Linked DNA regions of Mus musculus: all the other regions are linked to region 7. The links are chromatin contacts, called in public HiChIP or PLAC-seq and promoter capture Hi-C maps. All regions are on one chromosome and are shown on one strand. Each heading gives the region's core, a stretch centred on a gene start, on an enhancer-like site or on the middle of the called end of the contact. The rest is flanking DNA. Distances are from core to core; before and after follow the strand shown. Region 1 has its middle 230 kb from the start of Nnt. Region 2 has its middle 270 kb from the start of Nnt. Region 3 has its middle 270 kb from the start of Fgf10. Region 4 holds the start of Mrps30 (mitochondrial ribosomal protein S30). Region 5 has its middle 67 kb from the start of Mrps30. Region 6 has its middle 19 kb from the start of Mrps30. Region 7 holds the start of Fgf10 (fibroblast growth factor 10).

Region 1 (4,023 bases), core at 787-3,286, 460 kb before region 7:
ACATAGAAAGAAGGAAATAAGAAAACCTCGGTTATGCCTGTAGCCCCTCACCTGACCCCTCTTAGGAAACACAGGAAAAAGAGAAGAGACTAGAGCCTGCAGAGAGCCCTAGGCTAGGATTTGCTCCTCAGTAAACAACTTCTGACCTGAACCTGAAATGCTAGCATCAGTCTCTCCAACCCTGGTGGAGTCCAACACTTTCTGCAGATAGGTGGGCCTTTTTCCCCACTTCCACTGACAGAGGGGCAGGTCTTAGTTACTCTTCATCAATACAATGTTTCCTACGAGGGAGTCTTTAATTACTGAAGTCTTAGGCACCCTTCTTGCCTCCCTGAGCATGATTTATACACATCTAATGATCAAAGATGCTGGGCTTGCTTGCAGAACTGCATTTCCTGGGGTTTCTCTTCAAAACAAAAGCACAAAGGAACAACCATCCAACCAACCAGTAAACCTGTTTTGCAGTCAATAATTTTGGGTAGTTTTGACTTTTCTTACACATTTATTACACATATTTGACTATTTAAAGTCTTTAGACAGAATGCAGGAAAAAAAAAAAAAACCTCTTGTTTTTACCCAATGTTTCCAGGATTAATTGACTGTGAAACATCTCCTTTGAGAAACATCTGCCTGCAGAATTCCCTGAAACAAAGTTGGGAAATGCCATCTTATTGTGTTCTGATTTGTTTTCTTTGCACAGCTTCTCTCTTAGACTTATAATCATCTGTGTCACCAGTTCTTGGTACAGTGTCTGGCACATAGTAGGCCCATAATGAAATCATTTGTTGAATGAAAACATGGGAAAAAGAAAGGTAATGATCTTATGTTTGAAGCTTGGGAAGGTAATATGTTTATTTACTATTGCCTACTCCCTCATCCCTACCCCCACCCCCATCTTTTAACAACTTAAAAAAATCCTCATAGATGTTGTCATATAATTAATAAACCACCCATTAAAGGCATTTTTCTGTTGCTTGATGATATCTGGGGTCTTTGCTGGGGTGATATCAATGTCAGGGGGACCCGACCTGGTTGGCATCCTCTCTGTTCTAATGTGAGGTCTTCATTTATTTGAGTGGCCAAAACACACCGTCTGATCTCTCCAGCACGAGAGCCTAAGGGTTGCTGGATATTTTTCATTATGAGTCAATGTTTTCACCAAGGGAATCTGCCCTATAACCAGGACAAAACAAAAGATCCTGTTTTTAAAAGATGACCGAACATCAAGAATATCAGGTATTTAGATCAGACTTAGAGTCATGAGTCAAGCCGACACGACACAGACAATATGAAGAGTGTGCTGCCCCTAGTTCATGTAAGGGTTTCAGGAGACCTGAACATTTGCTGAGTTAGGAGGGAGTGACAGGGTGATAACTGGAGGGTAGCAGGCAGGAGAGGAAAGAGAGGAAAGGAGCTTGGATATAGATTCAGGTTATCCCAGTGTTTACAGGATACCGGATGAACACAAGCCGGAACTGCAGCCAGGGGAGGGGAGAATGGGAGGAGAAAAGGGAAAAAGTAGCAAAGGGGAGGAGGGGAAGAAGGGAGGAGGGGAAGTAGAGGAGCAGAGATGCGGGGAGAAGGGGAGGAAGGGATGGTTAAGTAGTCTGGAGAACCCCAGAAATGAGTTTCAAGGGCAGGAAGAACGACCATGTCACATGCCTTGGAGAGGTCAAAGAAAGAGGCAAGGTGGCATTTGGTAATTACAGAATCTTTAAGTGAGTATTATTTAAGTGAGGAAAAAACAGGTCTTGAAGGAAGCGTAGGGGGAGTTGTTAAGATGGGATTTTTGCGGTTGGAAGTTGCGTGTGGTGCCCAGGGAAGCAACTGGTTGTCAAGGAAGGGCTCTGGAGAAGGAGTTCCGTTTCTCTACTCACACAGACCTTTACTATGTTGGCACTGGCGAGTCATAAGGCACCTCATTCACAACTGTTTGGAATGTATAAAAGTCATCAAATGGAAAAAGCTTTTAGGAGCACAAGGCAGCCAGGATGGATCACATAACAGCCCAAACATGTGACACATCACTAGATAAGTCTGAAAACCACAGCCAGGAACAACTCTGGAATCTGCCGGGGAGCAGGGTGGAGCTGCTGTGAGGGACAGATCTTCCCCTTTTTGGCATCTGCTGGCTGCTGCAGAGGGTAGTTAGCTAAGTCAGGGCTCCCGAGGGGTGAAGAGTCTGCTGGTTGTGGATGCTGGTGAGATACAGCACAAGGCCCAGGGAAGGAATAAAATCTGATGTGGTGCCTTGCCCTCTCATACATTTTAGTAATAGTCCTTGACTGTTGGCCCAGGCAAAGGCAAATGCAGTTCTACAGGAGAAACCCTTGGTTATTCCACACTTTCTGGTTTCGTGGGATTTGAAAATGACCTCTGGAGAACATTTGTGGGAGCTGATAAACTGTCACAATTTGATGATATAAAGTGTTTCAATAGTCACACAGTAGTACTTTTGCTGAGGACAAAACCGTGAAACATTATTACTGTAATTTTATTATTAGGTACTAGCTTTAAATACAAGATTAGTCTTTTTTTTTTGGAAGGGAATTATTTTTTCTTTCTTGCTGTATTTTATACAGAAGATACATTTCATATTTTGGATGCTTTCAGAAGCATTTTAAGGCAAACCTTGTTTAGCCCCAAGTGAGAGCGACTATCAGAATGCAGAGGGGAGAATCCAGGTATACTCAAGAAAGTAGGAGTTTGGCAGTCGACTGGATGCTAGTAACCCAGTGGATGTCTTTGGTGGCTGAAAGACTTTATTTTTTCCTCTTAATGTCTCCCTTGAGAGGGCATTTCTTCAGGAAGGACTCAAATGATAAGAAATGTGTGGGGGCGTGTGATTCAACCTGAAGACCCTGTGGGAATTAGAATCTCTGGGAGAGGGGGAGAGAGGGAGAGAGGGAGGGAAGGAGAGAGGGAGAGAGGGAGAGAGGGAGAGAGGGAGAGAGGGAGAGAGGGAGAGAGGGAGAGAGGGAGAGAGGGAGAGAGGGAGAGAGAATATGAATATGATACCAAGTTAAGGTCAGAGCTGTTTACTGACTAGCAAATCCTAGCCCAAGGCTGTGTCCATCTGTCCTGATCTCTCATTTTCTCTTTCCTGTGTTTTTTTAGAACAGCCAGGTGAGGATCCTCGGCCGATGCCCAGGGAGGTTGAGAGTAGGAGCCAAGGGGATTAGTTTGTGATGTAGTCCACCTCTGACAACAATGCCCTGTCTACCAACATCTCTTTCTGAGACTGCACTTTGAAAGTAGTATTCTTTTTTATCATGCAATGCTTGAAAAAGTTCCATGCAAATCCACATCACATGGTGGATTAGATAGTAAGAAAAAAAGGTACATGTTATTATTATTATTTTTTATCTTAGGAAGTTCACAATGTAATATGTAAGTGAAAACCATTTAGGTATATATGCAAGGTGCTCTTTAGTATGGAAGATTTATTTTGTAAACAAAGATTCCTGGTGAGAAAGGTTGTAGGAAGAAAGTTTTGAAAGATGAATGAACTACAGTTTGACAGATGTGGTAAAAGAAAATACACGGAAAGTAATAGAGATAGATAAAGATAATAAAGAAAAGACTAATGTAAGGAAATGTCCCATTAGACAGTAATAGAATTTCAAAGTATTTTAGCAAGAGTAATTTGGACAAACCATAGAGGAGACTAGGTGCACTTAGATCCCTGAACATGATCACTAGGCTCTTCTCAGCTGTTCTGAGTTGTGGCTTAAGTTGAAAAAGATCATCTACTATACTGGGAAGGGATTGTTTAGCCTGGGACAGTTATGGATTTACATAGCAAATAGGGTGGACTCCTAAACACAGGAAATTTTATTTAATCTCAAGGTTTTAAGTTAGTCTTGGCTTTTACCTACAGTAGGTGTGCAGCAAGTGCTTCTTGTTCCTATAACACATCTGAATTTGTGAGAGCTTCATTGGTCCTAAGTATATAAGATGCTTTTCTCTCTTGGTGTTCATGAATTTTGGCTGGGTCTTACATCTTCCTCAGATTACACATGC
Region 2 (3,514 bases), core at 104-2,603, 430 kb before region 7:
TGCACTATTTCTTATCACAGTTTACTCAAATAACTTAGTTGTCATGGTATTCAATGTTCTTGATTATCTGGTTTCAACCAAATCTATGCCTTTTTGCTTCCTTACCATGTGTATCTAAATTTCTCCCGTGTGCTCACCCAATACCAGCATTTGTCATCTCTGTAATTATGGCAGGGCCTGTGTTCTGTAATTTCCTTCTTAGCTGGTTTAATGTGGGAGAAACAAGCATGAAAAGAATTCATGGAATTGCATAGCTTTGAGAAGGTATAGTTGCCTAATAGAATGATATTTTTTTGTGGGGAAAAGTAATGTCTTCTACAGTTCATAGAAGAGCTCCTGACATGTAAAGACTTTTTAGGACCATAAGATATATGTCAGTGATGGAAATTTGACTTGCATGTATGAGACCCTGGGTTCAAGTTTCAACATGGCAAGGAAACATTACAATGCTTGATATGAGCTATGCTCCCAATGTTTCTGGATTCTCAGACTTAGTGTACACAGTGTAACAGCAGGGGCAGTGAGGAACAACAAATAAATGTTTCACAAACAGCCTAAGAGGCTGGACTTTAGCATTTTTAACTTTCTGACAAGAGGTCAATTACAGTATCAGCCAGGATCTCCTCACATCACAGATGGCACATACCTGTAAGCATAAACACTCAGGAACAGAGATAGGTTGATTATAACTTCAAAGCTGGCATGGGTTGTGTAGTAAGATCCTGTTCTAAAACACCAAACAGTCCAAACAAACACCAAGACTGAAAAGCAAGTAAGAAACAAAACACACAAAACTGAATAGATGCTAGAGTAAAATTCATTAAGTAAAAAAAAAAAAAAAAAAAAGATGTCCATGGATAGGTTGTCCTTAGGTTAAGGAAGCCAACCACAGATGGTAATTTACACAGAAAGCTGTGGTTGTCCCTTCAGTGTATCAGGAGACAGAATTGTTTCAGTGACAGTTGCCATCAAGAGTCACTTCAACAGCACAAGGACTCATTCTTTAAGACTTTCTTGCCCTTGGTCTTGAGAAGATTCTAGGCCCCAGTATAGGGGAATGCCAGGGCCAGGAAGTGGTAGTGGGTGGGTTGGGGAGAAGGGAGAGTAGGGAGAGTATAGGGGGTTTTCAGAGAAGAAACTAGGAAAGGGGATAACATTTGAAATGTAAATGAAGAAAACATCTAATAAAAGAATTAAAAAAAAAAAGATTTTCTTGCCCTTAACAATTTTAGGAAAACACTCAAATTAGTCGATTTCTTCAAAAACATGTCTTTTGGGTGATGAGTGAGTCAATTTGTGGGGAAAAAGTGTTATTGAAAGGCTGTGGCCAACGAAGTCCTGCTGAGAGAGTAAGGGAAAACATTCATCGTCCTGCAAACATGTCTATGATCTTTTAGGTTTCCACTAAATCTACCAACCCACACTAACATCTCCTATGACAAGCCAAGTCCTCCAAGCTATTCTTGAGATTACCAGGTTTAAGGAGATGTAGCTGTTCAGGAGTTTCTATCAAAGTCGAGCATAAGATAATGGAGAGGCAAAGGTTAATGCGTTGGCTTTCAAGATTGCCTTCTTTTAAGCTTCAGATCTTTGGACTGAAAAAGTGCATGATGGTGTTTATTTGACTTGTCTGTCCTGTGAGGTCAGCAAAGCACCCTGAATACCATCTTATTTTTATTTATGAGTTCTGTTTCCTAAAAGCAGTAAGACACTCATTCCCTACATTGCATTGTTAGGAAATGACTGAATGCCTCAAGTGACTAAAGCAGCTCTGAGCTTAGTGACTCGTAACACTAATGCCATTCATCAATTAGGGCAAGACTGCCTGTCTGCTTGTAGTTTGGCAAGCAGCATTTTGTCTTCCAGAAGCACTCAGAGGAATTCTTCCATCTGAAGGGAAGGATGAGGGAAGGTGTTCAGTGAAATTAGTAAGATGAGATGCTTGTTTAATTACACAGCAGCCACAAAGTTGCAAGTTGGATGTATTTCTACAGGGATGATCGTTATTACACGTCAGGAATAGAAAGCAAATGAACTGTACTGTGTTTCAGACCTTAACTATAAAATGAATAATGACATTTTATGTTAGGAAAATAAACAGATGATGATTCTTTTAAAAGAAAAATCTACGGGAGAAAGCTACTCTAGAAACCCAAGCCTGGGATTTCATTTATTGCAATTCTGTTTTTGTACCCAAGAAATACTTAACATTAATTATGTTAATAATATTTTTCAGACAGACTTTCCTTGGTAGTATAAATCAGACCATGGCATTCATCTGCTTATATACTTGTGTTCCATGACACCTCTCATTATTGGCCATTATGAGGTCAACCAAGCATGGGGTTAACTCTTTTAGGACTCTGCTGTCCTATAGCTTGCCCTTGCCCTCTCCTTACAACATGAGTCACACTGGGTTTCGTTTTCTTAAACTGGCTAGGTCTTCCCATCTTGAAACTTTTCTAAGTGTCACCCCTCACACCGAGGGTCTCTCTCCCTATTCTTTTGTATGTTTTTTTTCATTCATCTGTTAGTTCTGAGGCCATTATCTTAAAGTTGTTTTCCTGACTACCCAACTTAATATTGTATTTGAGATGTACTTAACCCAACCTAATAGACTTAAATTGTTATTTGATATGGATATTTGCTTATTGACTGGAAAGTTTTATGAGGTCAAGGGTATTATTATTATTATTATTATTATTATTATTATTATTATTATTATCTACTGCTATGTAGACAGTGATTTAGTCTGGCGGTTCCTCAGAAAAGTGGACATAGTACTACTGGAGGATCCCGCAATACCTCTCCTGGGCATATATTTATCCAGAAGATGTTCCAACCAGTAAGAAGGACACATGCTCCACTATGTTCATAGCAGCCTTTTTTATAATAGCCAGAAGCTGGAAAGAACCCAGATGCCCCTCAACAGAGGAATGGATACAGAAAATGTGGTATATTTACACAATGGAGTACTACTCAGCTATTAAAAAGAATGAATTTATGAAATTCCTAGGGAAATGGATGGACCTGGAGGGCATCATCCTGAGTGAGGTAACACAATCACAAAGGAACTCACACAATATGTACTCACTGATAAGTGGATATTAGCCCAGAAACTTAGGATACCCAAGATATAAGATACAATTTGTTAAACACATGAAACTCAAGAAGAACAAAGACCAAAGTGTGGACACTTTGCCCCTTCATAGATTTGGGAACAAAACACCCATGGAAGGAGCTACAGAGACAAAGTTTGGAGCTGTGACGAAAGGATGGACCACCTAGAGACTGCCATATCCGGGGATCCATCCCATAATCAGCTTCCAAACGCTGACACCATTGCATACACTAGCAAGATTTTGCTGAAAGGACCCAGATAGAGCTGTCTTTTGTGAGACTCTACTGGGGCCTAGCAAACACAGAAGTGGATGCTCACAGTCAGCTATTGGATGGACCACAGGGCCCCCAATGGAGGAGCTAGAGAAAGTACCCAAGGAGCTAAAGGGATCTG
Region 3 (3,632 bases), core at 773-3,272, 270 kb before region 7:
GAGATAATTAATAGCAATACATTTTTTACCTGTGATGGTAACTGTTAGGCCCAAAGTAATAATTCCTATCAACATACTAGAGGAGATATATAATGTATATGTATAATGATATATTTGTATAATAAGTGTATAATAAAGTCTTGATGATAATTGCCATGTAACAGAGTTCAGTATGGCCCTCTTTTGCATGTGAAACATGGGGTTAAATCCAAATGGTCCTTAGGGATACACCTGAGTACCTGCAATTCAAGATGGGAGAGTGGGCGAAAGTGCACGAGTAGAATGCCCATCACCCTCCGGGTCCCATGCGAAGGTTATCAGGGCTGCACATGTGTAACATTTGGCCCCCAGTTATTTTCTTTTAACCAGCTTGCTTCTCATATCTCTAGAATGTCAGTCAGGGAGTTAAATCAACATTATCCTTGGCCACCTTTGTCACCTTGAAACATAAGGAAGTTTTGCTTTCTGGGCACTTTTCAAAGATTTATCGAAGTGTAAATCTTCCTTTTGGTTTTCCCGAAGCAGGTCCCAAAGCTTATCCAAGGCCAGAATTCATTCAAGATGCATTGGGTTCCTCTGAACATTAGTTTAATTCCCACCAGTTGCGCGGATTCTAGGACTAGTAGCCGCTCAAGTTTGTTGGTAGCTTGGCAGTGTTATTTTCATTTTTATTAGGTTTACTATTTTGCTGAAGGCTTAACAGGCTCATTTTCAGATTTTTAAATCAAGAACAAGTTTAATGATTGAAGGTAATTATCTCCAGATTAGAGAGGCTTTTAAAATTTTATCAGCATTCCAAAATTTAACAAATAGCCCTCTGATAATCTAATTAAAATCCTACTTTTGCTGCCAGACAAGTACAAGCCAGACACACATTCAACCTCTTGTAGGAAATAATTATCCGTTTAAACCATTTCTGACAAGTCAGACATTAAAGTTGACTGGTGTTAATATCCTGATGGTTCTTTAGAAGTGGGAAAAAACTGTGACTGGGGACTGCCTTCTTACTGGTTTTCGTAAAAGGGAGATAAATAGCCTATTGGCTGTAGAATACCTCTGTGTGCAGAGCACATAGAATTATGTCCAGCAGCAAATCAGAATCAGCTGCTCTGTGTCACAATGAAAGGCTTTCTACTTTCCATTGGATTTACACCTTAAATGGTAATTAAGCTTAGGGACTGTATTGTAAAGGCATTTGAGCTGGTTTGAACTATGGAACTTGGGTGGATAATGAAACACACACAGAAAATCAAACACTCTTCACAGGAACTGTTTATATAAGCTGGGGGCAAAATTACTTTTTATAGTTCTGAAAATACTTTGGCCTTCTAAACTGAGCCTTATTTACCCAAGGATGCACCTTAGCCTATTAGTAACCAGCTGATGTTTTAAAACAAACTCCAAGTTTGGATTCTAACCATGGGAGTTGACCTCTTAACAAGTGCTCATACAAGGTGAAGTGAAGTTGGTTAGGTAACCTACAACCTTGTTTTCGTTTCTGCTGTTATGCAGAATTGTAGTGTTACCATTTCCACTTTTCTGATGGGATTTACTGTCAGAATTGAAAGTGGATGAGAGACCAGTGACTTAAGGGGAGGCAGCAGTTTGAGAACTTGCCTGCTTACTGATTTATGTGCTTCCAATTATCAATGTGTGGGAGTTTTGTCTCCAAAGCTGGGCTGGAGGTTCCTTTTGTTCTTCAGTGTCTCTTGTGGTTTATGCTTTAAATGGGATGCAAATGTGATTTATAGTGCATGGCTTGATGCAGTTAGAGAAAATTGGGTCTTACAAGGCAAATGCAAACAAGCAGGGAAGGGCCACGTGTGAGCACTGTGTTCCTGTGGGTGACAAAGGGATACCCCAGTGTGGCTTATGGGGAGACCGGAGAGTAAACGGAGAGTAAACAACATGTGAGAAGGTTCTTTTACTCAAAGAACATGGCTTTCTTCCCTGTAGTCTGGGAGAGTGGAGCTGAGTCTCTTAAAACTGCTTAGAGAGCTCTGTTAAAGGAGCATTTCCATGCGGTTGAGCAAAGACCATACACAATAGCAATCTGTTTCCACTGGGCGTGGCTGATGCTAGCTGGCACCTAACATGCTCAGCTATTTATAATTACACGTAGCCACGCTACCGAAGTCTTTGAATTAGCACTTTAGATGCCACGTTTCTGAGGACTTTTAACAGGACCTAATGACCATGGCACAGAAGCAACAACTAGGCCGGCAGAGTAGCCTGGAAAGTGTAGAGTTCTCATGGCATCAACTTGGCCACATCAAAATTCCTACAGATATGTAATGACAGTAAATCAAGTTAGTTTCGTAATTCTTTCTATCACTCAACAGATCTTTCCTGAGTGTTTTCCATGACCCCTTTTCCATTTAAAAGACAGCATGGTTGTGAGGGAAAGAATTGGATTTTAGTTTTGTCTACATTTGTGGGAGTCTTATTTCTAGAGTTGAAAACCTAGCTTGAACAACACCTGAGGCTGACTTCTGGTTTTCATACGCATGTGGTCATATGTGCACCTGTACCCTCTCCATGCAAGATTGTACACACACACACACACACACACACACACACACACACACACACACACACACCACAAATTAATTAAGTGAAACGTGAAACCCATCTCAGTCCATTTAAATGGCACGCTTCTCTGAACACATTTCTATGAAATTAAAATGCCCATTTGTGCTGTAACATGAGGTAACTGTGCCAAGATTGTCTACTATGGAAATAGCTGTGTTTCAGTTAACAGCACCGCTCTTTCACCGCTACGGAAGCACTGAAAATATTTAGCTTCTCTAACTTTCTTACGTTTTTTTTTTCAGTCCTAAAATCGTACACTCTTGAGAGAATTGTAAAGATATTAATGCTCATGGACCTCTTAAACAAAGTAACAGCCATACAAAATATTCATATGGAATGGATAGCATGTTTGGAAATGTTTCACTTGAGGTAGCTTTTCTGGTTAAAAAGGACAGAGTGTCCATGATTGCATGTATGTTAACTGATGCATAGCTTTCCTGTTGAAGGTGCTGATCAGATTCCTATAGAGGTCTCAACCTGTGGGTCACAACCCCTTGGGGAGTGAATGACCCTTTCACAGAGGTTATGTATCAGCTGTTCTGCATATCAGATATTTGCATTACTACTCATAACAGTAGCAAAATTACTACTATGAAGTAGCAATGAAATAGTTTTATGGTTGGGGTCACCTCAACCTGAGGAGCTGTATTAAAGAGTAGCAGCATTCGGAAGGTTGAAAACCATAGCCTTAGGGGCACAAGGAAATGAAGAACCCAGGACCTCTTCTCTTTCCAACAGATGTTACTAGAGACACAATTACTTCCAGTTGCAGTTTTCAATATCCAGATAATAGACATGACAATATTCAAACTGCCTGTGAATCTTCATCATTGTTTATGGAGGAAGACACGGAAGAATGCAATTTTGAGCTCAGTCTTCATCCAGGAGCACTGGTGCTAGGTTTTTTAGAGTCTGTGGGCACCATGAGAAAGTCCTTTTGAGAAACTCCAGGAAGCAGCTGGACCAAGTTTTCAGGAGAAAGAGAGGGCAGAGGTTAGGCAAACAGGGAGATGTGATTTTTTTACGATAGCATAAAGTCT
Region 4 (3,985 bases), core at 78-2,577, 330 kb after region 7:
TGAGTTTATAATAAATCATAAAGTTATGTATTATGATTACGATTTTCCTTCCTGTTAAGAATGCAAGGTCTCAGCCGGGCGTGGTGGTGCACGCCTTTAATCCCAGCCCTTGGGAGGCAGAGGCAGGTGTATTTCTGAGTTCGAGGCCAGCCTGGTCTACAGAGTGAATTCCAGGATAGCCAGGGCTATACAGAGAAACCCTGTCTCGAAAAACAAACAAAACAAAACAAAACAAAAAGAATGCAAGGTCTCTTTGGCTCACTAAGTAAGAAGACATTTAGCACCGTAACACATAGGGCGCACTCATAAATATCCATTAAATGAAACAGCTTGAGTAGCAGACAACCTGGGACCTAGTACCACCTCTGCCCCTAAGACAGTGGGTAGCTTTTGGCTTTATGTCTGCTTCCTTGCATGCAACTGAAAAGATTTGAATCATATTAGGCTGAAAAATAAAGTAATAGCTTCTTTATTAAGTTTATTGTAAAGAATCAGTTCATTTCAAACTAGTAAAGAGTTTAATACACAGCAAAATTCAAACAAATTGCTTAGTATGATTTATTTCATGTATTCCCCGACGTCTTGTATATTCAACTAAAAACACATTTCCCCGTTTCAAAATAAATTATATTACCTCATTAGCACTGAAGAATGTATGAAATAGTTTTCCTAAAGTTTAGTCGCGTTCACAGGTAAGTGATGCTGATATAATTTTTATAATTAGCAAGAATAAGTAAAGACATGTTGTATTTCATAAAATTCTAGTTCTAAAGGTGATGGAGGGTAACAGACTATATGAGGTACACAAATGACGTCAGAACTGTATGGATTTTAAGTTTCTCTTTGGAAGATATTTCTTTGTTTGTTTGTTTGTTTTGTTTTGTTTTGGAGACAGGGTTTCTCTGTATAGCCCTGGCTGTCCTGGAACTCACTCTGTAGACCAGCCTGGTCTCGAACTCAGAAATACACCTGCCTCTGCCTCCCAAATGCTGGGATTAAAGGCGTGCGCCACCACCGCCCGGCTGGAGGATATTTCTGAATGTTTGCGTGTGAAAAAAAGTGCGAGTTCCTAAAACATCCTACGAGCAAGGACTTTAATTGTTTCATTCTTCAGAGCATAACCGGTGGGAAAATATCTGGGGTAAGCGAATTTTTATCGCAGACAAATACTCAAAAAGAATACAACAAACTTCAAGGAGCATACTGATTGGTTGCAAACTGGATGACACAACGCACCACAGACACTCAGAGCACCCGCCTCCAAGAAGCGATTGGTCCCTACGGCAAGCGAAGAGGAACAATTCCTGCCAGTTGACCTCAAGTTCCGGGTCGCGGCGGGCGAAAATGGCGGCGGCCAGGTATTGGAAGCTGGTGCCCCGCGGCCGGGGATTGTCCCAGAATGCCGCTGCTAAGGCGTCCGCTACGGCCCCGGAGGTGAGAGACCTGGAGGTCGTGGCGACGCCCGTCGCGCGGTACCCGCCGATCGTGGCTTCCATGACCGCCGACAGCAAAGCGGCGCGGCAGCGGCGGGTGCAGCGCTGGCAGGCGACGGTGCACGCGGCCCCCTCGGTGGACGAGAAGATACGGATTCTCACCAAGATGCAGTTCAAGAAGTACGTGGTGCATCCGCAGATCTCCGCCTTGAACGCCGACCGCTGGTACCAGAGCTTCACCAAGACCGTGTTTGTCTCGGGCCTGCCGCCCGCCCCGGCGCTGTCGCCGCCGCCGCCCTCGCTCGACCTCGCCGCCCTGCGCGCCGCCGTGTGCGACTGCATCTTGCAGGAGCAGGTCTACGTGCGGCGCCGCCGGCCCCGCTCCCTCTTCGATCGTCGCCAGGCCCTCGCCTCCTCCATCCTGGACCAGGTAGTGAGGACGCTCGTGAACCTGCTCGCTCCACTCAACCCTGTCCTGAGCACTGCCGCTCTCGGTGAGCTTGGAACTCCCACCCTGAACGGGGGAAGTGGGGACGCCGTCGGCCAAGCTTTCCTGCAGGTTCAGTAGCACTCACTGAGTTAGGACTTACGGACCAAGTTTCAGGCGGCCTGCCCTCCTAAGGACTACTTGTTAAAGTTTAGTCTCACCCGAAGCTCATCACGTTTCCATGCTTTGATCAGGTTTTGTGTCTGAGCAGCCAAAAGTTTCTAAGAGACGGTTGTCTTTTGACTGCTTCACACGAAAGCTGGGTGACCATGGGTAAAACATCAACCTCTCTTACTTTGCCTTAATATCAAGATGAGAATTACTGTAATACTGTTTGGCCCTAGAATGTCGAAAGGTAAATAAGATATTATCAGCGTTACTAACATTTTCTTAGCATTTACTACTGTGTGTCGATCCCTTTCCCAAATGTTCTAAATGCCACCTACTTAATCCTCATAATAACAGAGTACATATCATGGATTCATTTTATAAATGAAGAGTGAAAAAGACACACGGTAAGTGTTGCTGCCTTCAGGCCCAACATCTGGTAGGTTGAGGGGTCAAGATTTGGTCCCAGTAAACAGAAATTTTCGTTCAGTGTGGACGTGAAAAAGAATGTATGTTTTTGTTTGGTTTTGATGGGGTGGTAGTACAGAAGGTTGAACTCAGGGACTAGAATACTCTCTGTCTTTGAGTTACACCCCAGCTGATAATGTGTTTGTAATCCGTTTATGTCTATAACCCAGAAGGTGTCTTAGTAATTATTGAATTAATTCTATCATGGCTGTAGATGTGTTCTAAACTGAATCTTATAGTGTCTGTATTACTTCCCTTCCTTGTGTGTACAAGAAAAGTAGTGTGTTAGGAAGGTAGAGGAACTTTTGACTACTTTCCATTGGTGGCTTAGAAAACTTAACCTTGTTCAGATGAAATTAAGTTCATCTTGTACAAAATGGCAGTGATGAGAATTGTATGTACCTTTTAGACTGGTAGTAAACGGAATACTGATCAGTTCTCATCTTATTCCGGTGAGTGGTTGCTGTTCATTTTAGCATCTTTAGTTTTAACTAAATAATCGTGTCAATTACAGTGGGGAGCAAAATGAAGTTTTCGTGTACTGTATTTGAGACATAATGGATAAAGCATGAAACTCAGATTCTTAGATTCTCAGTTTTAATATGTATATATCTTAGACATGCTGCTCATCACATGTTTATGACTACGTAACTAATAACCAATTTTCTCTAAATAATAAAGAAAATTTTGCATCTCTTGATAGATTGTAAACGCTCTGTTGACTTTTACTGGTTGCGTGGTGAAGAACGCATTCCTGCTGGTCATCGAAAAGGCCATATTGATGCTTTACGATACCAAATAAATGACAAACCACACAACCAGATTCGAATATCTAAGCAACTCCCAGAGGTAAGAGTTTTGTATCTGTTGGCATCCGGTGTGAGCATTGCCAAAAGGCAATCAGGTAACTGGTTGACTGTGGTGAGGTATGTTGGTAGATTTCTTGCCTTCCATGTTTGTTCATGATGGCAACTTTTCTGGAAGTCTTTTTCAACTCTCTAGTTTGGAGTGTTATGTTCTACCAAGATCAAGTAGGTAAATCAATTTATGATAGTTTATTATAGCAGGATTTTTAAAAACTTTCTCCATATGACCGCTTTAGTCCCATCAGCAGATGTTAGTGCCGGTGAGCTCTTCTGTTTTGACAGTGCTGATTGAAACACTGCAGAAGTCAGAGCATCTCAGACTTAGCATTTGATTTAGGAACGTCCGTCTCGCAGGCTCTGAATGTTCCCAACTTTGGAAACATGAAGTTTGAAACACTTCAGACTTTTGATTCAGAGATACTCAATTTGTATAATAAGATTATTTTGTAAAGAATAACTCATTGAAAAAGTTTAAAGGTAAGCTAGTGTAAATGAGGTGGATACAGTGTTTCTGACTTCCCTGTCTGTTTTTTTATTCTTCAAGTTTGTGCCATTGGATTACTCCATCCCTACAGAAATCCCTGTGATGAAATGTAAACCAGACAAGCTTCCATTGTTCAGAC
Region 5 (3,654 bases), core at 291-2,790, 260 kb after region 7:
CCTTTATCCAAACTAACTAGAGGGACCAGAGACAGTATCCTCATTAACAAAATCAGAAATGAAAAGGGGACATAACAACAGAACCTGAGGAAACCCAAAACATCATCAGATTCTACTGCAAAAGGCTATACTCAACAAAACTGGAAAACCTGGATGAAATGGACAATTTTCTAGACAGATACCAGGTACCAAAGTTAAATCAGGATCAGATTAACGATCTAAGCAGTTCCATATCCAAAAAAACAAAACAAACAAACAAACAAAAGAAACAACAACACAACAACAAAAACAAAACAAAAACCAAAACCTGGTATTTCTTTAGATCATGTTAAATCTCCAAAATTTAGAGGAATGCCTAACAGGGAAGAATTACCCCAAATATATTGCTTTAATGGTAGAATTGAAAGGTGGTAAGCATATTTTTGTAGTCCTATACTGCCCATTTCTAGATTAAGATCATATCCCCCCCCTCAATGACTACTTGACTACAATGTATTCTTTTTTATTTATTTTATTAGATATTTTCTTTATATACATTTCAAATGCTATCCTGAAAGTACCCTATACCTTCCCTCCGCCCTGCTCCCCTACCCACCCACTCCCACTTCTTGGTCCTGACATTCCTTTGTACTGGGGCATATAAAGTTTGCAATACCAAGGGGCCTCTCTTCCCAGTGATGGCTGACTAGGCTATCTTCTGCTACATATGCAGCTACAGATACGAGCATATACCCAGAAGAAGTTCGAACTGGTAATAAGAACACATGCTCCACTATGTTCATAGCAGTCTTAGCCAGAAGCTGGAAAGAACCCAGATGTCCCTCAACAGAAGAATGGATACAGAAAATGTGGTACATCTACACAATGGAGTACTACTCAGTTATTAAAAACAATGGATTTATGAAATTCTTGAACAAATGGATGTATCTGGAGGATATCATCCTTGGTGAGGTAACCCAATCACAAAAGAAGTCATTAGATATGCACTCACTGATAAGTGGATATTAGCCCAGAAACATAGAATACCCAAGATACAATTTGCAAAACACAAGAAAATCAAGAAGACGGAAGACCAATGGGTGGATACTTCATTCCTCCTTAGAATAGGGAACAAAATACTCATGAAAGGAGTTACAGAGACAAAGTTTGGAGCTACGACGAAAGGATGGACTATCCAGAGACTACCCCACCTGGGGATCCATCCCATAATCATCCACCAAACCCAAACACTATTGCATATGCCAGAAAGATTTTGCTGAAGGGACCCTGTTATAGCTGTCTCGTATGAAGCTATGCCAGTGCCTGGCAAATACAGAAGTGGATGCTCACAGTCATCTATTGAATGGAACACAGTGCCCCCAATGGAGAAGCTAGAGAAAACACCCAAGGAGCTGAAGGAGTCTGCAACCCTATAGTTGGACTACAATGTATTCTTGATAGAATTTATCCTTGCACTTAATCTGGCATCTAGGCCCCAGCCAAGCAGAAGCTCTGGAGTACTGTCCTGGATCTGCCAGCTGTGTTACTCTTTCCGTGAGCTACATGACTGACAAGTGGGAGAACTGATCACTCACTCCAATTGGAGGGGAGCTACAGTAGATTTCAAGTCACTACTAAGAACGATATGCATATAAGTGTGTGTGCATTTGTGCATGTGTGCATAAGGCAGAAAACCTAATGATGAGCTTGCTAATACCAAGCCTTGTGTCAAAGCCAAGTTACTTAATTTCTAGATTTTAAAAATTAAAGCTGAACGTCCACTCTCACTTTTCGTCAATAATCCTGGTATTTATTTCCAGTCCTCTATTATCTCTCCCACAAGTTTTCTAGGCTAAAAGATATTTAGCAATCTATTTTGCAATTCCCTAAGCTCCTTGAGAACTTGACCTCTCTTAAAGGGTAGATAATTACCAACAGAATCACTAAAACCGTAATACTCACTTATCAGTGTTTGCTTCGTGGTTCTTCAGTATGAAGAAATTTTTACTCAATAGGAAACTGAAGCAAGAGAAAAGAACAATTCATTTTTTCTTTCTATTGTTCTTTATGATTATATGGTATGAATATACCCAGAGCCCACAGGGCACCTTTGTGTCTGCAATTACTTTTTAAAAATATACCCCCACAAGCATTCCACATGTGAAATTCACTGTGCATTAGCTGAGATAGTTCACACTATCCTGATAAAATGTAACATATTGAAATATAGAGTAGAAATTAAAATAAAGACTCACTAACATGAAAATGATTGTATGTATAACAGTTCATTATTTGATATAGTCCTAGTCTGATTTTTATGCAATAAGTATGTGTATAAAATTTTCAGTAAAATCTGGGTACAGGGAAATCAGTATACCACAAACACTGGTTTTGTAGTTAAAGACTATTCCTTGCTTCATTATTTGGGTTATTTGTTTCTCTAAATGTGCAGTGATGCTCAAGGAGCCAAGCAAAAGGCTTATTGTATTCTATGCATCATCAAAACAGACGCATAAGAGGGAATAAATAAAAAATGCAATATTCCTGTGGGTCTGGAGATAAGTGAATCTTAAGTCTTCTCCCTGGTTCCCCTGGGTAGAGATGGCTGCTGTCTGTAATTACCTCTGTGGGTGCTGGCTAGCACAGATGGCCTCTGCCTCCGTATTCTCTACCCACTTTCAGTGAACAGCATCCCTTATCCGGACGTTCTTGCTTAGAAAACACCTTATTTGATAAACAATTGTTATCTCATGTGTATGTCCTGACTCTAAGAGTAATAGATCTGAGGCAATGCCTACTATTTCCTATCAGAGGCATGTCTTGTCTTACTTGAATCAGATAATTAGTCATTCGGCACTGATGCTTGGTAGCTAGCACAGAAGCATCTGGGATCTTCCTGACATCTAAGACATCTAATGAGCTCTTGTTCCTCATCGAATCTCCAAAGTCACCCTGGCTTGGTTCCATTTTTTTTTTCCTTTGCTCATGTGTGAAACTAAAGGACCATTCCCAGGCCTTTGTCTCCTGAAAATACCTTAGAATCAGTGAATAAATTTTTGCTTTGAATTATACTACAGGACATAAAACAAGAGAAGGAAAGATCTGTTCCTTCTTTTCTTGGTTCATTACATGCTATGCTTTAACTCATGCCTCTGGTTCTAGAATTTGGCGCTGGTTCTCACAGTGTTAAGCATCTGGGCTTTTAGGCTTTTCAGATTGCTATATACTTAAGGAAGGTCAGCACTTTCTTAAAATTTTCCAAAGAAAACAGTCTTTGTTGCCATAACCTTCTTATATAACCAAGTTCACAGAGCCTGGAAGCATTTTGTAAATGTATTGAAACAGAAATGAAAAAAATAAATAAAAAAAATAAAAACTGCCCTTAGGGACCACCCAAGGGACAGGGATAAATTGGTTCCCTCCATTAAGTGATCTTTGAGTATCAAATTTTAGTAGAAATGTTGGGGAGTAAATGATCACTTTTAAAAGGGGGTTGCCTGAGGTCTGAGAGTGCAAGTTGGCCTATACTTAATGACTGCAAGGTCATTGCATGAAATCAGTAGGAGGAAGCACAATCAAGTGGGTACCTCATTCCCATTCTCTGCTCTGATGGCTTGTGATGTCAGCAAACCTTCCAAATGGAATTGTTGTTGTAAAAACACCACACCATGTGTC
Region 6 (4,014 bases), core at 60-2,559, 310 kb after region 7:
TTAAAATCTATCTGCCCACACTCATGATGAACCCTGAGTGTTAAGTGTACAGGTTGTTTTGTACAGGTATCAGTTATCATATTGTCTGTAATTCTCTGCATTTTGGGTAATTATTGGCTTCCGAAATAAGCAGGTCACTATCTGTTTCAAAGCAATGACCCTTTATTTATCAGTGAGTGCTATGTTTATCTGTGGATATCTGTTTTTGAAATGGAATTAGAAGTTATATGGGTTAAGGAAAGCGACAGTAGTCAGTTCTCCTCCAAGGTCTATGACATCAGCGACAGGCATTTGGCTAGATTCACAGCAACCTGCATGACTTCTTTCATATTGACCAGACTTTAAGTCCAATTAGATAGTGATTACTTACCCCCAAATAGTGCCACTGTTGCACTAGTGGAGATACGTTGGCAAACTGGTCATTGTTGTGGTCCACAAACTTTACAGCTATAAAGTATTGAGTGGTTTTATCCTCAGGCAGCTAGCCAATCACCTTTGGAGTTGTTATGAGGGCCAGTTCTCAGGAAGGGGACGTCCATGTTAGCTCCAACTCCTTCTCTTCAAGACCTGTATCAAAACTGTACGGTGTGTTTAGCAATAGGATCTTACCTGCAATTTCTGGGGTGTAGCCAAGGACAATGGTAATAGCATTTATTGTTTTCAGGGATTCATTGACTCCCCTAAGCAACAATTTATAGGGGGTATTTTCCATGCCTGGCACTAGGGTTGTATTAAATCATGTATGGCTTTTTATATTTTTTTTCTTATCCTGTTGTGAAAATTACAAGGAAAAATAGTGATAAAAGCATCTGAAATGGAAGTCAATATACCATTCGATTAGCTGGCATTCTTGAAAATGACTGTGTGTGTGTGTGTGTGTGTAGATAATAGTTGGAGGAGGGAGAAGAGGAGGAGAAGGGGGAGGAGGAGGAGGAAGAGGAGTAGAAGAAGAAGAAGAAGAAGAAGAAGAAGAAGAAGAAGAAGAAGAAGAAGAAGAAGAAGTAGAATTCAATCTGTATCATCAATTCAAGTTAGCATGAGACTTGAGCTATTCGCTGATCAAGTTTAGAAACAAACGTGCCTCCATCATACACATTGCTTATAAATCCACTAGTGTTCAGTGGCCTTCCTTTAGAGGCAACCTTGCTTCATTTGAGTCAACAAAACAGATTGAGAGTTTAGAACCTCTTAGTTAATGGGGCCAAAACCTTTGCGATGTTTCTCTGGAACATTCATGGTCCCTGAGCACACTGCTGAGCGGCAAGCATCCACCAGCCCCCTCAGAGATCTTGTCCCAACGCCCAGCTTGTGCTGAGGTCCAGAGAGAAGCTATGCAGATCTAGAGCCAGCAACCACACTGGTGAATAGTTCTCCCCACATCTCCAGGATGAGAAAAGACAAGTGAAGGGGACTGCTCCTAGTGGAGCTCTCACTCCTTCCTGAACATGTTCCGGAACATGTATCATCACTGACCTTAACTCTCCTCTTGGGAAAGAGATCAGCCGAGTAGGAGTTTACAGTAGTTGCTGTTTAAAACTGTGGATCATAAAAAAATTAAGAATAATCTGTCCTTTGGATAAAAAGCATTATCAATGATATTAAACTCAAGAAAACTACCAAGTTTGTGCTTGTTCCTTACAAGTGTGCTTTAAGGGTTAGTAAGATCGAATACTTCAAGATGCCTCTTAAAGAGAGAAATGTATTATGTCAGACCATAAATTAAGAGGCCCAAGGCATTGTGTACCTTAAGAAACTATCCTCAAGGAGCAAATTACCAAAATAAAATATATTTGTTGGGCTTCTAGTAAGGAAATCAATATTTTAAAAGACTAAGCTAAAAAGAAAAGCTGAAAAATCCTATGGATCAAGCAGATATCAAGAAACAGGGCTCTACTGAAAAAATGTGTATATATAATCTGACAACATGCTCACAAATGTGGAATTTATTTAGCCAACTTCTCAAATAAGTTATAAATTGCCTAAAGTTTCCTAATTTAAAATTGGTGCACGTCACAAGGATTGCAAGTGAACATTGCTCAACTTACTTTTCTGGCAACACAGTAATGTACATAATTTATAACAACATATTTATGTAGTAATTACGACATATTGAAGTACTATGATTTTCATAGAGATAAGAAAAAAGGACAAATAGCTAGATTGTTCATTTAAAGGAAATGACCATTCACCCACAGTCATGTTATACTGGGAAGAAAAATTGCCTGGGCTCAATCCAGATGTTTGTCTATGTGCGTGTGTGTGAGCATGTGTGACTGTGTGTGTGTGTGCATGTGTGTGTGTGTGTGTGTGTGTGTGTGTGTGTGTGTGTGTGTGTGTGTGTGTGTGTAAAGACTGATAACTGTGGATCTTGGGCATGGAAAGAAAGCCCATGATTCATTAGTTTAATGACATCAAGTAATAAATAACTCTCATCTGGGCTTTTTTGCTGAGCTAGCTACTTCAATGACCCCTGGGATGGAAATGGGATAATTGAGAAAGACAATGAGTCCCCCTGGATGATGCTCATCTAAAGATCCAAATATGGAAACCAACATTTTAATGTGGACATTTTATAAGCTAGTAAGGAAAATAAGATGTAGTTGATTAATTTTTTCAACAATTTTCTTTCCAAAAAGACTGAAAATCAAATGCAAAGTTTAGAAGGGCAATGAGGCCTGTGTGTAGTGGTGAATGACTGATTTCCCAACACTCACAAGGATGAGGCAAAACAATTGCCACTAGTTCAAAGCATCCCTGGCTTACTAAGTGAGACTTTGTCTAAACCATAGATAGTAGATCAAATAAATAGATAGATAGATAGATAGATAGATAGATAGATAGATAGATAGATAGATAGATAAGTATATGAGTAAAGCAATAAGAGAAGAAAGCAAACGATATTTCACATCTCTACCATCTCATATTTTTTCTAGACTAAACTCAGGTGACAAAACCATAGCCAAACATTAAAAGTGGCACTAATGGTAAAATTGCTGAGTAAAGTCTGGGTGAGTTTAAACAAACATAATGCTCAGTGTGGTGGTTTGAATAGGAATAGCCTCCATAGGCTCACATGTTCAAATGCTTGATCCATGGTTAGTGGAACTGTTCAGGAAGAACTCGGAGGTGTGTCACTTGGAATGGGCTTGCAGGTATTAAAAGCCCATGTGAGGACCAGTTTCTCCACCCTGCCGCCTCTTCCTCTGCTGCCTCTGCCTATTGACTTTGGATCAGGTTGTAAAGCTTTTCAGATATATTTCAGATCAATATATCTGTATATATTTCAGATAATTTCCAGCACTATATCTGCCTACTTCCAGTCATGATCATCAGGAAATAATCCTCTAAAACTGTAAGCAAACACCTAATTACATGTTTTCTTTTGTAAGAATTGCCTTGGCCCTAGTGTCTCTGTACAGCATAGAACAGAACTATTCAGCCTTTAACAATATCAGAAGAGTGTGATAAGTCATGGGGTTGTATAAAAGTAGCATTAATGAGAAAAATGCTCAAAAATGTCTGGGTTAGCAGAAGCAAAGAAGATGCTTAGGTGGTGAGAATTTTTGCCAAATTTAAAGGATGATCACATTGGAGCAAGAAAGGAGTTTACCCTGTGTGTCCTCACCGGATATGACAATGAAAGTGAGAAGCAACCACTAAGGAGAAATCTAGTTCAACTAGATTAATCTTTCTCAACAATTTAAGAAGCTGCCTTAAATGTATAGAGAAGGGAGGTGGGGTGGAAGCACGAACATAGCAGAGTTCTAGCCTCATGCCTTAACATTGTTTTCATTTGTTTGGAAAGTATTAATAAACAAAATCTACCTGCTTGGAGTTTTGTGAGCCATAAGAAAAAAAAAAGAGTGAAGAAGATAACAGCAAGCAGAGCTGGTTGAAAGACTAGCTTCAGAGTACGGAGAACACATGCAGATTGGAAGCTACTTACTGAACATAAGGAGTAAAATTGTTGGTTGCTGTATACACGGCCCTTGGCATATGCACTACAAATTGGAA
Region 7 (3,666 bases), core at 993-3,492:
TCTACTGTCTTCAGTGTGCCATTACATAGCCTTGGGATCCTTTCAAATAACAATCAGTGGAGGATGAATAAGTCACAGCACTTGAAAGTAACCAGGAAAGGAAGCCAGCAGAATAATCTGGCTTGGCTGGCTTGATTCAAGAAGAGACATGGTACCCACCCCTTCTCTCCCCATTCTTCCTCCCCTTTCAGCCCCCCAGCTCCCCACCCCCACCCCCACAAGACAGAACGAAAAGAAAGACCAGAGAGAAAGGAAAAAAGGAGAGAAAGAGATCCAAAGATCCCCTGCAGAATGTGTGCTGGGGAGACCAGCCTCGCCCTATGGGATACAGCCTTGGAAACAGACGTGGGCTTTTACTTTGAAAATAAAAGGATGACAATGAAATTTGTGTGAGGTCTGCGTGAATCCAGTCCCAGATGTTTACAATGCTGTAGTACTATGCCTCTGCAATATGAGAGGTTTCAGAAGAAACAGTACAACAAGACACCACAAAGCAGCGCATATGCTATTGACAATGCAGACATGAGCGTCATGTTACCAAGAGAAGGCAGGCAGGAGACAAATAGCAGCGGTGCTGCCCGAAAGACCAACTTCATGGACTGCAATCACTCAAACCGAAATGAAGGACCCAAAAGGAGGGGGTGAAAAAAAAAGTCAAAACCAGGGAAAATAAACTCTTTGGCCTCTATCTAGAAATGGTGGGGCTTTTGCTGGGGACTGGAAGTGACTTTTCTTCCTTAAAGTTCCCATAAAGCTCCCATAATTGACACGGGATAATTATTTTCAGCTTGAGGAGTCTGTCCCAAAAACTCTTAAGATTGCCAGCGAAAAGAAACAAAATGTGTTTACTTGAGCCATTTCCAGAAGGGAGGGAAAGGAGACCTCTGGGTGAGATGGGGGAAGGTATTGGAGACAGAATGGGGCATCTCCTAGCAGCAGCAACTGAACAGCACCAGGAGTGATCCTGTGAGTGACAGACTAGAGAGATCAGGGAATCAGGGTTGCAAGGGATGTGGAGGAGGCTTGCATGGTGGAGGAAATGCTGCGCACAATGTATACTCGGGAGGGGGCTGATTTAGTGTGAAAGTATTCCACTTCATCATTTTACAGGGGTTGGGGACATAAATATTTAGCTGGCCACATCTGGAACAGATTCTGTCTCCCCCCCCCTCCCCGCGTGGGGTGGGGGTGGATAATTGGAAGGAGAGGAGCACGCATTTGTTACTTACTGTACGGACAGTCTTCATTCTTGGTCCCGCTGACCTTGCCGTTCTTCTCAATCGTGAGAAAGTACTTGGTGAAGGAGAACAGCCTTCTCCAGCGGACATCTCCTTGGAGGTGATTGTAGCTCCGCACATGCCTTCCCGCACTGGAAGGAGAGGAGAAGGACGAGGAGGAAGAAGAGCAGTTGGTGGCCTCCTGTGACACCATGTCCTGACCAAGAGCTTGGCAGGTGACAGGGAACGAAGACACCAAAAAGAGCAACAAGAAGCAGCAACAGCAGCCCGGCAGGTGGGGAAAGGCTGAGGCACAATGTGTCAGTATCCATTTCCACATTGTACTGAAACTCTCGGCACTGGAAATTGTCTCATCAGAAGGAACATACTGGAAGGGTAAGACCTGCTGCGAGGCAGAGAGACAGCTGGAGGTGGTGGCTTCTGGATAGCTCCCTCTGGGTACGGATCTGGCCAGAAGCGAGTGCACCAACATCCATAACTTCTAGGAAGGACCGGCTGCCTGTCCTCGCTCCGTCCTCGGATCCGCTGCCTGCGTCTCTCCAGTCTCAGGGTGAACAGTGGACGTGGGTGGCCGCGGCAGTAGGAACTGGTGGTGTCGGTCACCAGAGCTCTTCGCTCCCCCCGGGGGTTACTTTGTTCTCTTCTTCACTCCTTTCTTCACCATGTTAGATGCAAAAGAGGTCTGAAAAACAGATGACAGGACGGTGAACAAAACCCAAAGTGGGTGGGGTGGGGGTGCAGGAAGACATCTGCGCCCCTCTGCGGTTGGCACCTTCTGGTCCTTCTCTGCAGAGTCCCAGCCTGCTGGCCACTTAAAAAGTGTCTCTTTGGAGTTGTCAGAACTGGAGGCAGCTGCCCAGGCGCTGTTGTCTTCTCCTTCCTTTCTCTTTTTGGTGGTGCCTGTTGATGTGAAGTCTTCCGAAAGCCACTTCTTGTTTGGGGGGCGGCTGGCGGCTGGCGTTTTGTTGGGCCCTTCTCTCCACCTCCAAGTCCCTTGGAAAGCCGCTTGTAAACAGGTTGAAGCCTGGAGTCTAAATGTCAGTGCTTTTCAGCCAGAGGTGGGCTCTGCCTCTGCTGGTCAAACCTCATTTGCAGGGGTGGAGAAGGGGGGGAGGGGGTCAAACGGCGGTGGGACATCTGAAACCCTAAGCTGCTGGGAACGCCAGAGAAAAGGGAGGGGGGAAGGGACCGGGGAGGGGGCGGGGGGATCTTGGGCGAGAGGAGTGCGCGATGCCTTTGCTCTGAGCTGGGGGCTGCGGGTCCCTTCCTCGCCGCCTCCGTGGGCGCAGCCGCCCCGCAGCCTGCAGCTCCTGCTAATTGCGGCTCCGGCGTCCTGTGCTCGCAGCGCTGGCCACCAGCGCGAGTTGTCCGCGTGCTTTCCGAATTTTGCTGCCCTCCGGCGGGAACCACTCCCCTCCCCTACAGGGAGCCCCTTGCTCACTTGTTTTCCACTGTAGTTTTCTTCTTTCCTTCCTTCCTTCCTTCCTTCCTTCCTTCCTTCCTTCCTTCCTTCCTTCCTTCCTTCCTTCCTTCCTTCCTTCCTTCCTTCCTTTTCTTTCTTTTTTCTTTCTTTTCTTTTTTTCCTTTTGGCCGCGAAAATAGAGTTTGGAGCTTGGCTTTTGTGTGTGGATGTGTTTCTGCCTTCCAGATCCCAGAAGCAGGGAAGAGGGCTGGGGAGAAGGCAGAAGAGGATGCTCTGGGCAAACTCTCTCCAAGAACAGATTATAAACTGATAGAAGCTAAAATCGAGAAGGGAGACATAATGAGCTAGCTTCGTTTCCTCCTCTCCTGCCAGCTTCCAAGGAGGTCTCGGGTTTTAATGAATCATTGATTTCTCGCTTCCGTTGCTGAAGTAAAAAGTTCACACTTTGGCCCTCTCTGTCTTTTTAAGCTCAGGGAGATTTATCGTCACCCTTAAACATAGCCTCTCTCTTGGCGCAAATGAAATCAGGGACCCAGGTTACTGATTTCTAATTGGTAACACGAGTCCTTTACAGAATCACGCATGGACTTCAAAGCCTACGCACTTTCCTGCGATCGCAGATTTTATCACAGAGTTTGACCAAATCCCCTGCTGCCTGTTTTTTTTCCTCTATGCAATTTCCTTTGCATTTTACCATAAAGAGGAGGTCCCCGCCCATCTTCAAACTTAATGTTTAAAGGGCTCTACTTTACAACGCAGCTTCACTACCTACCGACCTTTCACAAACACTCTTGTGCACACCAACCCCCAACTCTACCCCTGCTCTCAGAAACAAACTTTCAACCCAGACACAGACAGAAGTCAGCACAAGACCAGGAAACTATTGCCCAAAACAAAAAGGTACCAGGAGGAAACATTGTAATAATCCATTCCTACCTGAGTATGATACAATTCTGAGTACCAGAGATCATTTCCTTAAGAAAAATATCTAAACTAGGGAACGGC

The links. Promoter capture Hi-C pulls out the DNA fragments that hold promoters and counts their contacts. HiChIP or PLAC-seq counts read pairs in DNA pulled down with a chosen protein or histone mark.
Region 1: a contact with region 7 is called in a promoter capture Hi-C map of the 3T3-L1 cell line, with 7 times the contacts expected there. The contact joins the enhancer-like site here to the promoter of Fgf10 in region 7. A contact is called at or near these places in 13 of 39 promoter capture datasets (the 3T3-L1 cell line, 3T3-L1-derived adipocytes, the C10 cell line and 7 more) and 1 of 9 other capture datasets (adipose tissue).
Region 2: a contact with region 7 is called in a promoter capture Hi-C map of cancer-associated fibroblasts, with 14 times the contacts expected there. The contact joins the enhancer-like site here to the promoter of Fgf10 in region 7. A contact is called at or near these places in 8 of 39 promoter capture datasets (the 3T3-L1 cell line, cancer-associated fibroblasts, frontonasal cranial neural crest and 4 more), 1 of 484 Hi-C or Micro-C datasets (embryonic fibroblasts), 2 of 115 datasets of contacts at active chromatin or transcription factors (the NIH/3T3 cell line and embryonic fibroblasts) and 1 of 9 other capture datasets (embryonic trunk).
Region 3: a contact with region 7 is called in a promoter capture Hi-C map of the 3T3-L1 cell line, with 4 times the contacts expected there. The contact joins the enhancer-like site here to the promoter of Fgf10 in region 7. A contact is called at or near these places in 8 of 39 promoter capture datasets (the 3T3-L1 cell line, 3T3-L1-derived adipocytes, cranial neural crest and 4 more) and 1 of 9 other capture datasets (liver).
Region 4: an H3K4me3 HiChIP or PLAC-seq map of embryonic stem cells shows a contact between it and region 7, with 14 read pairs. The contact joins the promoter of Mrps30 here to the promoter of Fgf10 in region 7. A contact is called at or near these places in 3 of 39 promoter capture datasets (cranial neural crest, frontonasal cranial neural crest and maxillary cranial neural crest), 1 of 484 Hi-C or Micro-C datasets (embryonic stem cells), 4 of 115 datasets of contacts at active chromatin or transcription factors (the NIH/3T3 cell line, embryonic stem cells and stem cell-derived neural progenitor cells) and 2 of 9 other capture datasets (adipose tissue and embryonic stem cells).
Region 5: a promoter capture Hi-C map of the 3T3-L1 cell line shows a contact between it and region 7, with 7 times the contacts expected there. The contact joins the enhancer-like site here to the promoter of Fgf10 in region 7. A contact is called at or near these places in 4 of 39 promoter capture datasets (the 3T3-L1 cell line, 3T3-L1-derived adipocytes, the HPC-7 cell line and 1 more), 3 of 115 datasets of contacts at active chromatin or transcription factors (craniofacial prominence, neural tube and stem cell-derived neural progenitor cells) and 1 of 9 other capture datasets (embryonic tail).
Region 6: a contact with region 7 is called in a promoter capture Hi-C map of 3T3-L1-derived adipocytes, with 7 times the contacts expected there. The contact joins the enhancer-like site here to the promoter of Fgf10 in region 7. A contact is called at or near these places in 14 of 39 promoter capture datasets (the 3T3-L1 cell line, 3T3-L1-derived adipocytes, the HPC-7 cell line and 10 more), 2 of 15 datasets of contacts at CTCF or cohesin (both in the NIH/3T3 cell line), 18 of 484 Hi-C or Micro-C datasets (the 3T3-L1 cell line, 3T3-L1-derived adipocytes, the G1E-ER4 cell line and 10 more), 7 of 115 datasets of contacts at active chromatin or transcription factors (the NIH/3T3 cell line, craniofacial prominence, embryonic limb bud and 4 more) and 4 of 9 other capture datasets (adipose tissue, embryonic stem cells, embryonic tail and 1 more).

The regions. Positions count from the first base shown.
Region 1 is chr13:119,175,959-119,179,981 of GRCm38.p6, reverse strand. No RefSeq gene overlaps it. Among named protein-coding and RNA genes, the nearest start is that of Nnt, 230 kb to the left of the region's middle. Within about 2 kb of position 2,036, at least 39 of the 459 cell types and tissues checked have an H3K27ac peak or open chromatin away from gene starts, as enhancers often do.
Region 2 is chr13:119,141,795-119,145,308 of GRCm38.p6, reverse strand. No RefSeq gene overlaps it. Among named protein-coding and RNA genes, the nearest start is that of Nnt, 270 kb to the left of the region's middle. Within about 2 kb of position 1,353, at least 31 of the 459 cell types and tissues checked have an H3K27ac peak or open chromatin away from gene starts, as enhancers often do. A contact at or near this core is called in the NIH/3T3 cell line, cancer-associated fibroblasts and embryonic fibroblasts, where this site is marked.
Region 3 is chr13:118,979,806-118,983,437 of GRCm38.p6, reverse strand. No RefSeq gene overlaps it. Among named protein-coding and RNA genes, the nearest start is that of Fgf10, 270 kb to the right of the region's middle. Within about 2 kb of position 2,022, at least 9 of the 459 cell types and tissues checked have an H3K27ac peak or open chromatin away from gene starts, as enhancers often do.
Region 4 is chr13:118,384,594-118,388,578 of GRCm38.p6, reverse strand. It overlaps Mrps30 (mitochondrial ribosomal protein S30), which reads left to right and starts at 1,327. Exons shown (of 5, transcript NM_021556.3): 1 at 1,327-1,927; 2 at 3,200-3,345; 3 at 3,907-3,985. The coding sequence starts at 1,345.
Region 5 is chr13:118,451,992-118,455,645 of GRCm38.p6, reverse strand. No RefSeq gene overlaps it. Among named protein-coding and RNA genes, the nearest start is that of Mrps30, 67 kb to the right of the region's middle. Within about 2 kb of position 1,540, at least 5 of the 459 cell types and tissues checked have an H3K27ac peak or open chromatin away from gene starts, as enhancers often do. A contact at or near this core is called in 3T3-L1-derived adipocytes, where this site is marked.
Region 6 is chr13:118,404,431-118,408,444 of GRCm38.p6, reverse strand. No RefSeq gene overlaps it. Among named protein-coding and RNA genes, the nearest start is that of Mrps30, 19 kb to the right of the region's middle. Within about 2 kb of position 1,309, at least 5 of the 459 cell types and tissues checked have an H3K27ac peak or open chromatin away from gene starts, as enhancers often do. A contact at or near this core is called in 3T3-L1-derived adipocytes, where this site is marked.
Region 7 is chr13:118,713,275-118,716,940 of GRCm38.p6, reverse strand. Fgf10 (fibroblast growth factor 10) reads right to left here and starts at 2,242. Exons shown (of 3, transcript NM_008002.4): 1 at 1,230-2,242. The coding sequence starts at 1,557. RefSeq lists a promoter at 1,558-2,211 and cis regulatory regions at 2,434-2,444, 3,005-3,641.